Linked DNA regions of Mus musculus: regions 2 and 3 are each linked to region 1. A link is a contact called in public promoter capture Hi-C data. All regions are on one chromosome and are shown on one strand. The core of a region is the stretch at or near the end of the contact, and the rest is flanking DNA. Distances in the headings are between cores, read along the strand shown.

Region 1 (3,545 bases), core at 788-3,287:
CTCCCTCCCTCCCTCCCACCCCCCTGCACCCAAATATTGTGATCATGGATTCAAGCAATCATAGATTGAAAATACATGTGAGTGTACAGGTGCTTGGTTTGGTTTGGAGACGTGGTCTCTCTATTATGAGCTCTGGCTGTCCTGAACTCACAGAAGTCCACCTGTCCCTGCCTCCCAAGTGCTGAGATTAAAGGCATGTGCCACCACTGCCTGGTCTTGTACAGATGTTTTTTTCTTCATTATTCTCTAAATATACAGCCTTGGAAGAACCAGCTCTTCAGATGGCATTCACTCTGTGTATTGGTCCGTGCAAAGGTTACATGTAAACACTACAATTGTTTTACGTGCCACACTTGAACACTGCAAGGATTGGGATCCTAGAACCAGTCTCAGAAGGTACTGAGGGACAACAGTCAGTGTATGCATACACAATGTACATTGACACACGTACATGTGTGAATGTCTGTAACTGTGGGCGGGTAACTATATGCTCACGTGTACACCTGCACATTCCTGCAGGTCTGTATATCAGAGTGTGTTGGTGTTTTTCTATCCATCGTTTCTGGTGGCTGGAACCTTGCTTTTAACCTGTCATCCACCTTTCACTAACAAGACCAAGAAGAAAAGGCACATTGGCTAACATGTCTGTGAATTGGTGGCTTGGCCACACTTGGGATAAGGGAAAAGGTGAGACGAGGAAGGACTGACTAGACAGGAGTCTTCCTGGACAGCAAGATCCCACAATCTGGCCATTCCTGCAGGTCCGCTAAGCCAGACTTGCTGTTTGATATTCTGGATGAAGCCAGGAGACAGGCAGCAGGCAGGGTGGGGAGGGCAGGTCCAGTGCTGGCATCTCCATCTGGGGTTGGGGTCGTCTCTTCTGAGAACATCCCCTTTGGATTTACCAGAGGAAAATCTTGATCCTTTGAGGACCCGCACCACAATGTGGTGTTTGCTAAGGCCTGGACTACTGGACCCAGGATGGGCCCCAGCTCCAGGCTGGAGGGAGCAGGAGAGCACGGTCCTAGGTGGAAGATGGGAATCCCCTTGGCAGCGAGTCAGGGGTGAGGGTGGGGGCACTGGCCATAACTTTCTAGGGTCTCTGTCCATATCTCTCTGAGTTAGCCTCACATGTATGCTCGGGGATCACTTTCATGGACCATCTTCCTAGTGTCTTGCCGAGGAAGAACCAGGCTAAGGCTACCTTCACACTGACCACACCCAAGCTGCAGCCTGGATGATGCTTGTGAGTCTTGGTGCAGCTTCATTCCCTGGACAGCACAGGCCCCAGGCAGGCAGCAGACTGGGAACCTCGACCCAGGCTTCCCCACTCTGTTTCCAGCCAGCTGGCCCCTTGGTGGCACTGATCACTCCCTCGCAGAGGATACCTTAGAAAATTTCAGGAGTGGGCACAGGGAATATTTTTATCTCTATTTGGGAATAGCTCCTCTGGGGTTAATGTTAGAGGCTCTTTGATCCCTGGGAAACATGCAAGAGAAAGGTCAGGTGGCTTGCCTGGGTTTTGTTTTCTGTAGGGGGAAGGCTGGGCTATCTGATAGCATTCTGTGATCTGGACCCGCTGCTGGTTCCCAGGGAGTATGCCGCTGGCTCCAGCACGGCTGCTTCAGTTAGAGGGCCCTGTCCTTGCTTCCATGACCTTGTTCCACCCTCATTGGAACCATGATTCATTGGGCATGTGTGGGCGGTGGATGATTGGCTCTGAGTCCCTTGGCTAGCGAGTAGTGAGGTGAGTTTTGAAGCTTGCACACCTAGGTATGGTTGCCTGATCCCAGTCACCTCAGCCATACTTGGGAACAGTGTCTACCAAGACACTCGTTGCTCTAAGAAGCATGGGGCCTGGTAACTGACGCTGCTGTCCAGAAGTGCACGTGTTACCAGGCACGATGGAGGGCAGATAAGGTCACAGTGGAAGACAGGAGCGACAAATGTGGTCAGTGAAGGCTCCTCCTGACCCAGGTTCACCCCAGCAGGCCATCAAAAGACCGCCTTTGCTCCCTGAAGAGGCCAGCCCTGACAGAAAGTGTACTCAGCACCTTTGGCATGTTGCCCAAGGCCTCTGTCCCAGGGCTGGCCAGCAGCTGGTTTGTAGTACTCAAGAAAAGCCAACTTTTAAGTGATCTGGAATTTTTGCGAACCAGTTGTTAAACACAGGCATGTTAACCATTAATTATTTGAACTTGCAATTAAGTATGCTATATGAGAACCAACACTTCCTAATTAATTTTACCAAATTATTTATGCTTAGGGCTTGTATCTGTGTGTTATATCAATAGAAACTGTAGATAATGGTAGCCACAAGACATCTCTCTCTTCCTAAATCCATGTTCTGTGATGTGTTGACAGCTGGAAATTGGAAGTAGAAGGGATATTGGCCAACATTACAAGTGAGGGCTTAGATGTTGTTTTGTTGATTTTTCTAGACTGTGATAAGAAAATAACGCAGATTTAATTTAAAAGTTCATCATGGAATCATACAAAGTAGGCTAAATCTGACCAGGAGACAAACATCACTCAGGGGAACTTAATATAGAATTATTAACCACAATAAAAGTACAATCTATTGGGGAGACTTAGGAGAGCTACCCACGTATGTAAAATGCTGTCATGGATACAGACTTCATTGGACAGAGTGATAGCCAGCTACAGAATGGTCCAGAAGGGATCCACATAGCTGAGACCAAAGTGGGCAGCCTGGGAGTAGGTGATTAGCAATTGAAGTTCTGGGTCTGCAGATGCTGAAGGGGAAGCTTGCAAAGGTGCCTGCAACTGGTGGGACCTGAGGCACCAGGCAGGCTTCCTGGTAGGCTGGGACCAGGGTCTGAGCAGAGAGGGATGAATACAGTACTTACCAAGTACAAGCAAGGTTGTGGATGGATGGTGTTCTCAGCCTGATGGCCCAGCAGATTCCACCAGATGTCCTCACATCTGCATAACTGACTCTTCCCTCAGCCACCCAGAAACAACGGGAAGCCTCATCCACAAACCATCATGAACTCATGGCTTAGAGTAACACACAGAGATTCCTCTTGAAGCTTGGGTGTCAGAAATGTCAAAGCACTTTGGCTCCAGCTGTCAAGGTTTTAGGAGGGTCACTCTCTCGGGCTATAGGAGGGAAACCACTTACCTACCTCCCTCTCTCCAAGGCTGTTTAGAGCCGAATTTCTCCTAGCTCTATTTTTCATTGTCAAAAGTTGCAGCTTTGAGTGGCCAAGATGGCCGAGTAGGTAAAGACACTTGTTTGATAAGCCTGAGAACATGAGTTCCATGCCTGGGACACACATGAGAGAGGATGGGAATTGAGTTTCAAAAGCTGCCCTCTCACCTCCACATTCATACTATGGTATATAGTGTGTATGTGTGTGTGTGTATGTATGTATATGTATATGTATATGGTGTCTGTGCATGTGTATGCATATGTATATGTAGCATATATCCATATGTATGTAATGAATATGTATGTGTGTATATATAATGTATATGATATATGTGTATATGATGTATGTTTATATGATGCATATGTATAT
Region 2 (3,892 bases), core at 1,256-3,755, 130 kb after region 1:
TTCTAGAACCTTCTCCTGTGGGTAATGAAGAACAACTGCACTAAAAGAAGTGTATCTGGCTTCTGTATGAATTATATTCAGCCTTTTCACATTTTCCTTCAAGTTAGAATACATTACATATGATTCTGCATGTGTGCCTGTAGCATGCACACATACATGTATCCATGCTCACATATACATCTACATTTAAAATATCAAAGGGTGAAAAAACCTAATTGCCACAGTGTTCTTGGATTTCCTGGAACACATCTATGGGCACCCAAAGTGCTGTTGGGCCTGGGTTAAGAAGCCCCGGCTTGGTAAGAGTACTGACTGCTCTTCCAAAGGTCCTGAGTTCCAATCCCAGCAACCACATGGTAGCTCACAACCACCCGTAATGAGATCCGATGCCCTCTTCTGGTGCATCTGAAGCTACAGTGTACTTGTGTATAATAACAAATCTGACAGGAGCGAGCAGAGGTCCTAAAAATTCAATTCCCCACAACCATATGAAGGCTCACAACCATCTGAACAGCTACAGTGTACTCACGTACATAAAATAAATAAATAAATAAGTAAAATCTTAGAAGAAGAAGAAGAAGAAGAAGAAGAAGAAGAAGAAGAAGCAACCCCCACTTTAAAACTACCCAGAAGGGATCATCCACTAGTTAAGGAAATAGTGAACAGAAGGCCTGGCCATAGATCACAGGCTGTTTGGACAGAGGGGCACCAAGCACCGAGCACTCTGACCCCACCTGCCATTGCCAGTCCCCTTTAACACACTCCTCTCTTCCTCGTTCTCTCTCTTGGCAGAAGGTCCCTCATTCCAGCACATGTACTCGGTTACCTTTGATACTGATGATTCCCAGACAAGGCAAGTTGTTTATGGGCTGCACGAAACACAATCCTGCGCGCACTCTGATCTGCAGCTAGGCACCTGCAGCTCTTGGAAGTGATGTTTATCTGGAAGGTGGCACTCTGACACTGTACTTCCCTCGTGTTTTTGCTTTGCCTGGGGTATTGAGCTAATTTGTTAGTTCTAAGTTTGCACATAAAAGAGCAGGCTGGCTGCCAGGGCCCTAAAAGATCTAAGAGCCTTAAATGATTTTGAACTTGCCCTAAATAGTCGTCCTTAAAATAGCTGTCGAGCAGGCCATCCCTGGCCTAGAATTTCAGGTGAGCCTGTGGAATCCATTTGTTAACAGAGGGAAACGGTTGCGCTGTGGACAGCTTGTTCTCACAAGAAGAGCCAGCTGAGGTCTGTCTGTCTGTCTGTCTGTCTTTCTTTCTTTCTTTCTTTCTTTTTCTTTTCTTTTCTTCTGGTTTTTTTTTTTGTTGTTGTTTGTTTTGTTTTGTTTTGTTTTCGAGACAGGGTTTCTCTGTATAGCCTTGGCTGTCCTGGAACTCACTCTGTAGACCAGGCTGACCTCAAACTCAAAACTCCGTTTGCCTCTGCCTCTCAAGTGCTGTAATTAAAGGTGTGCCCCACCACTTCCCAGCACCAGCTGAGGTCTTAACCAGGTGTTAGAATAGTGAGCTAGAACTCGTTCCAGCTGAGGCACCAGGGCCCGATGGGGACAAGGGAAATCCAAAGTGCCAATCATTTGTGACATAGTTCTTAAGGACTCCTTTTTTTGGTCAGAGGCTGTCTTGCTGTTATGCACAGCTGGCCGGGGAGAGGTCCTGGATGTGCACTGGGGACACAGACAAGATTGGCATTTTGAGTCTTGTGTCGAACCGTCTCGGTGGGCACCTGTACTCAGACAGTCAAAGTGGACAGGGTGTTGAATGACTAGCTTGCCCTTCTGACTCACTGGGACTGAGGTGGAGAGCAGTGGCCAGAGCTGATCTGGCTAGAGCGTGTGGAACGGGAAGACCTCGAATGGCCGTGTCCAAAGGCAGGCCGTGTCCAAAGGCAGACATGGAACGAGGCCTGAACGGTTAGCCAGCTGACCAGCCCTCTGGAACTGTTCAAGTGTTTCCCGGACAGGCGTCGGGAGCACATCAGAAACACAGCAGTAGACCCGGGACAAGGGAGCCTGCAGACACTGAGACCTCAGTGTGCCTTGCATGTTGGGTGGCCATAGCGGGCCACACAGCGGCTGGTCAGAGACTCTTTTTCAATGTCTAGCAATCCCCTGCTGTCCTGGGAAGCTTGTTTGGGCCTTGGAGCCTCTGCACAGACTTTTTTGTTTAAACTAATTTTTGAGCCCTCAGCCTAGCCCAAGTCCTCCCAGAACCCGCACACAGAAGAACTTCCGTGCGTCTGTTCCCACTGCCTGTCTTCCTTCTGGCTGTCAGTGCTGTGCCCTTGGGTAAGGAGAAGCCCTGGCATGTCCTCACGCTGGCTGATGTTTCTTGTGTGGGTGCCTGTGGGACATAACTTTAGGGGACCTCACGCCAGCTCTCGGTAAGGAGATGTCACTTGCTGGCCTTGAGGTATTTGGTTCAATTAGAGTCTGACAAACCCTTGATTGACAGACCCAGGACCAAACCCATGCTCAGTGGCTGACTTTCCACTTTCGTCACCTTTGGCAGGTGACCCTGTCCCTGCTTCTCTGTCAAGGGCAAGTCACCCTCTCACTGAAAGCCTTCCTGTTCCTGATGAAATAAACAATTGATTGGCTAATGAAGCCACACCTGGCTCTCCCTTACCACATACACACTGTGCTTTGTGGCATGTTGTCCTCTCTAGGACAGTGGGCTCCTCCATAGCATTGAGACGAACATCTCTCTCTATGTATTTTTTAAAAAGCTAAACTTAGCCCCTCCAGCCCTAAGGTGCTACACCTAGACACTAACTGTACGTTATCACCTGGACACACTTAGCTGTAAAACTCACCCTCTTGTGTGCCCGTTTCATACAGGAACCACCCACTCCGGTGCCTGAACTAGAAGCCTGGGAGCTGCCTCTGGCTCCAGTTGTTTATAGCAGTTCTCTAACCAGCCCCATATCATCGCCAACTGACTGGCTCTGAGGTTCCCCTGTTCCTCCTGCCACTGTGCAGCACAGGCCAGGTCCCCCCAGGTCCCTTGCCTGCCACCAGGCTACTGCAGTGTCTCTGCCCCCCATCACCTTGCACCCCAGTTGCAGCTGTACACCTCCAAACCTCTTTCTTCATTCTCATGCTTCCCCCGGGCTTCCTTATATTACCCTGGTCAGCCTAGAGTGGACCTCATCTTATCCTGGCCATCCCTCATCTTTCTCAGCTTGGCTCCGCTGTCAGCAGCCCTCCCTTGAGTGCCCCAGCCCAGAGAACATATCTGTCTCCTGGACTCCTTGTCACTGTCATCGTCTCTGATATTTATGGCCTGCTGGCTTGTCTGCCACTTAGACTCCGGGTTCTCTGGTCAGTCTGGAGTGGGTCCCCTGGCTGTTTTTCCTCCGAGGTCAGTTTGGAATCTATGGCTGAGAAGCCTCACCCGGGCAGAGAATGGATGTGTGCTCATTTAAGCGAGTTCTTGTACAGGTTGTGAGCCTTCCAGGCTGGAGGAGGTCAGGCCCTAGCCCTTATGTTATTGAACATCTCTCCCCACTGCTTTTTAAATTTTAATCCCTTGTTTTTCAAATTCACTAAGCCCTGTGTGCATATGCATGAGGACATCCTCCTGTGGCAGTGCCCTTTGCTTCTGGGTCAGGTCAGCTCCACACTGAGCTGAGAGCCCTGTGTGCCCTGGCAGTGCCTGGGGTCCTGCCATGCCTCCCTCCCATCTCGTCATTCCATGGAATCCTGCATCTTCCTGGTGTACTAGTGCCTCTGCTTTGAGGATTCTGAAGACAGTGACGGGTGCAAGGCCTCTGTCTGGTCCTGCAGGGAACCAGGATGAATAGCCATCAGCTGTTGGGAGCCTCACACTCCGTGGGATGGGATCAGCAGCCTTGGGTTCCCATAGTAACCAGTCCATCAATGCC
Region 3 (3,391 bases), core at 721-3,220, 160 kb after region 1:
CAGTAGGGAAATTGTATGCGAGATCACTGTATTCTTCGTGGCTTTGTAGCTTTGGAGTATTGTTGCTCTCAGGCTAGGGGGACAGGTTGGGACTGTGCATCTGTGTCTACATACACCTCATGTATGGTGCTCTGACCCTGTGACAAAAGTAGGCAAGCCTTAATTTGTCTCACCATGTGTGGGGTTTCAGCCCGGAGCCCCGCTGCTGTGGCCAAGCAGTAGGTCCTGATGAGAGTGTATAATGGGGCAAAACTACCTGCCTCATGGCAGCCAAGAAGCACGAGAGGAAAGGCACTGGGACCTACCTACTCTTCCGTCAGTGGCTGTCTTCAGTGACTTCTCCCCACTAGGCTCCACCTCTTTTAATGGTTCTTTCATCTCCCCAAAGCTGGTGACCGAGCTTTTAGCACATGGGCCTTTCTATGGATGACACTTTTCCAAACCACGCCACCCACGTGCGCTTACTTCTCTATCTGCATTGAAAACAGTTTACAAGGACGGCTAATTCCAGTCCTAAACGAAAGAGTTCTCAAGAGTTCTGCCTTGCATGATTGACCTTCTGTAGTGCTGGGAGATCTGGCTTCCGTTGCTCCTGATGTCCTGATACACTCGTCAGCGCCCCTGCCGTTTACCCATCTGACGAATTCACTGGTTTCCACCCCACCCTGGGGACCTGCTCACATGTAGACGTCCAGAGTGGGGCCTCTGCCTACGGATTTCCTAGGCTTTCCATTACCAGCGGGGATGCCTTCCTCATTGCTGAGCTCCAGCTGCCATGCCTTGCCCTGGTCTACCCCAGGCCTTCCTCTTGTCCCCTCTCCACACAAGCTGTGCTCCTGTCCTTATGACACTTAGGTTAGAGGACCTCAGGAGAGGAAGGGCTGCATGTTTTTCTTTAAAAAAAAATCAAATAAAAGCAAAACAAGTGAATACACAGGGGGCATTAGGATCAGGAATGAAGAACAATAATGAACTTCACACAACCACTAAGAACCCTTTAACTAGTAAGATCTTTAGAGAGGAGATCTTCAAAAATAAAGAATGTTTGCAGCCATGAGCAGTATGAGCCCAGGCCAAGTGGGTACGTCAGGCTTCCTCATCAGAAACCAGGCTGTTTGCTTCAGCAGCTCAAGGGAAAGAAAATGAAGTCTACAAAATCAAAATTAATGTTATTTTTTTTAAAGGGATTTGCAGGAAGTTGACCAGCTTAATTGTACTGTTTGGGGTGTGTATGTGTTGAAGAACATAATTTGAAAGAACTGAGAAATCGTGCAGCATCTTAACTCGGGTGGGACTGTAATTATTGCAATAACAGAATGTGGCTGTGTGTATATGTGACTGAAATGGGAAGCAGTTTGTAAAAAAAGTGCTTTAAAAAAAAAACAACAAAATGTCCATTCTGTCCCTCTGGACTTCCTTAATTATAAATACCAGGTAGCCCAGCACAGGCTAAATATAGGCCCGGTGGCCATCTCTATTTATAACATTTTTAGGAGGAAGTCACCGGAGCAATTCAGAATTAATTTGGTGTGTAGGCTTTTATGGGCTCTAATTAGTTGTGTTTTTCTTAAGCAGGCCAACTGGGATCAATAGCGTTATATAACTGGACCCAGGAGACCATGACTGAGACATGGACTCTTCCAGAAAGCCAAGGCCTTTGGAAGATGTCAGCCCCAAGAAAGCCCAGCAGCCCCAGAAGCCAGCAAGCTGCAGCTGTAGGAAGAGGGCTGGAGACATCTGTGTCCAGCCAAGGGCAGGCTCCGGGAGTGATAAAGGGAGGTTTCTGCAGTCAGAAGCTGCAAATCTACTCCCCATTCATGTGGAGACCTTGAAGGGGGACGTTCCCAGGGCTGCTTATCAGCTGTTCCCTTGAGGCAGGCGAGATTTAGCTGCTCGAGCCTGGGGAGGTGGGGTGATGTTTTCCTAGACTGTCCAAAATATGCACTTAGGCAACTCCCTGAGAGCGAGAGCAGAGCCAGCTCTCTGGCCCCAGAGCTGGTGGACCTTTGTAAGACTCAGTGTCATCTGGGGTGGCTGCTGGTGCTCTGCAGTGGCTCTGCTGCACATCAGACACGGATGGATGAGACTGTCGCTCCTCCTTCATTCCTTCACGTAGCGCTGTCTTGAAGAATACAGGGTGAGCTCCAGCTGGCAGCCCACGGGGCTCAGTAAACATGAGAGTAAATGCTTGTGCTTAAAATAAAAACTCAAGACTCTGCTCAGACACTGCTTGGAGTCTGCTCAGATACTGTTCGCATGCTCTCCTTCGGATCCTCCCCCTGTGGTGCTCCCATCTGTGCTGTGTGCTCCCCATGAATAACCTCCAGCCACCTGGGTGGAGGAGAAGCTGTGCCTTTTAGATAGCACAGAGGCTACGTCTGCCCAGGCCACCAGCTGCCAGTTGGTCCCTCAGCTCCACAGCATAGTGGTTTCCAGCTTCTCGGCTGTCCTGGGATGGGGACTGGCTGGGAGAGAGTAAAAGGAAGACAGTTGTGCCCAGAAGGGAAGGAGCTGTCAGTCCTCCCTCTGGACTCACACTTTCCCTGGTCTATATGTATATAGGTGCAATGAGAACTGAGTCTGGGAGATCTGGGAAGGCTTCCCGGAGGCAGTTAGTGACTTTAGGATAAGGTAAACAATAGCAGGAGTCAGTGGAGTCACTGCAGAGGACCGGCGTGAGCTCACATAGGACTATGGAGCAACAAGAGATAAGGGTCCTTACACATGACAAAGTCTCTTAAGGACAGAAGCCGATATGTGTGACAAGAGAGGTGGCTCTGTGTCAGTGAGGAGCTGGGCAGAATGGCAGTGTGGTGATGTTGAAGAGATGAAGGGGCCAGCATAGCACCGTGGGGGCTAGTCCCCGTCAAAGGCCTGCCCCAGGGGATGAAGATGTGGACCATTTAAGGAGCTGCTTTGAGAAGGTTGGGTGGTACCTCCCACCATGCCTCGGAGCTCCTCAGAGGATAGGTAGGCTCTCAGGGAGTGGGAAGTGGGGGCAAAGCGATGATGGTGGCTCTGGTTGTGTGAGAGTCGTCTGCTGACATCTGTTCTGTGCCAAGCCTGAGGACAGAGATGCTGAGAGTAGGGCTCAGCCTTCCAACACCTCAGCCACGAGAATGCAGGGTACTCAGGACCCATCCAGGTGGAGGGAAAGGAGGCTCTAGAGGAGCCGGTGGCCCTGAGTTGAGCCCTGGGGAGAGGGGAGGAAGAGGGCAACCAGCTAGCAGCCTCCTGGGAAAGGCTGAGCTGCTCTCTTCTCCAGAACCAAGAAGCCCCATCACCACCCAGGCCTCTGTAACCAGAACCTCCATCTGAGGTCAGACCCAACTTGCAGCTGATTTACTGCAGCTATTTGCCTGTGTTTGAAGTATACTACAGTGGGGAGCCA

Evidence for each region. Promoter capture Hi-C pulls out the DNA fragments that hold promoters and counts their contacts.
Region 2: a promoter capture Hi-C map of liver shows a contact between it and region 1. The contact joins two enhancer-like sites. A contact is called at or near these places in 2 of 39 promoter capture datasets (hippocampal neurons and liver), 5 of 484 Hi-C or Micro-C datasets (the N1E-115 cell line, Sertoli cells, brown adipocytes and 2 more), 3 of 115 datasets of contacts at active chromatin or transcription factors (embryonic stem cells, forebrain and neural progenitor cells) and 3 of 9 other capture datasets (adipose tissue, liver and pancreatic islet).
Region 3: a promoter capture Hi-C map of liver shows a contact between it and region 1. The contact joins two enhancer-like sites. A contact is called at or near these places in 3 of 39 promoter capture datasets (liver and pre-B cells), 2 of 484 Hi-C or Micro-C datasets (embryonic stem cells and liver) and 2 of 115 datasets of contacts at active chromatin or transcription factors (embryonic stem cells and hepatocytes).

What each region holds. Positions count from the first base shown.
Region 1 is chr7:65,735,789-65,739,333 of GRCm38.p6, forward strand. No RefSeq gene overlaps it. Among named protein-coding and RNA genes, the nearest start is that of Gm33234, 44 kb to the left of the region's middle. Within about 2 kb of position 2,038, at least 16 of the 459 cell types and tissues checked have an H3K27ac peak or open chromatin away from gene starts, as enhancers often do. A contact at or near this core is called in hepatocytes and liver, where this site is marked.
Region 2 is chr7:65,867,481-65,871,372 of GRCm38.p6, forward strand. The region is part of intron 1 of Pcsk6 (proprotein convertase subtilisin/kexin type 6); the gene reads left to right. Among named protein-coding and RNA genes, the nearest start is that of Pcsk6, 7.3 kb to the left of the region's middle. Within about 2 kb of position 2,506, at least 16 of the 459 cell types and tissues checked have an H3K27ac peak or open chromatin away from gene starts, as enhancers often do. A contact at or near this core is called in liver, where this site is marked.
Region 3 is chr7:65,900,776-65,904,166 of GRCm38.p6, forward strand. All of the region lies in intron 1 of Pcsk6 (proprotein convertase subtilisin/kexin type 6), which reads left to right. Among named protein-coding and RNA genes, the nearest start is that of Gm51486, 28 kb to the right of the region's middle. Within about 2 kb of position 1,971, at least 75 of the 459 cell types and tissues checked have an H3K27ac peak or open chromatin away from gene starts, as enhancers often do. A contact at or near this core is called in hepatocytes and liver, where this site is marked.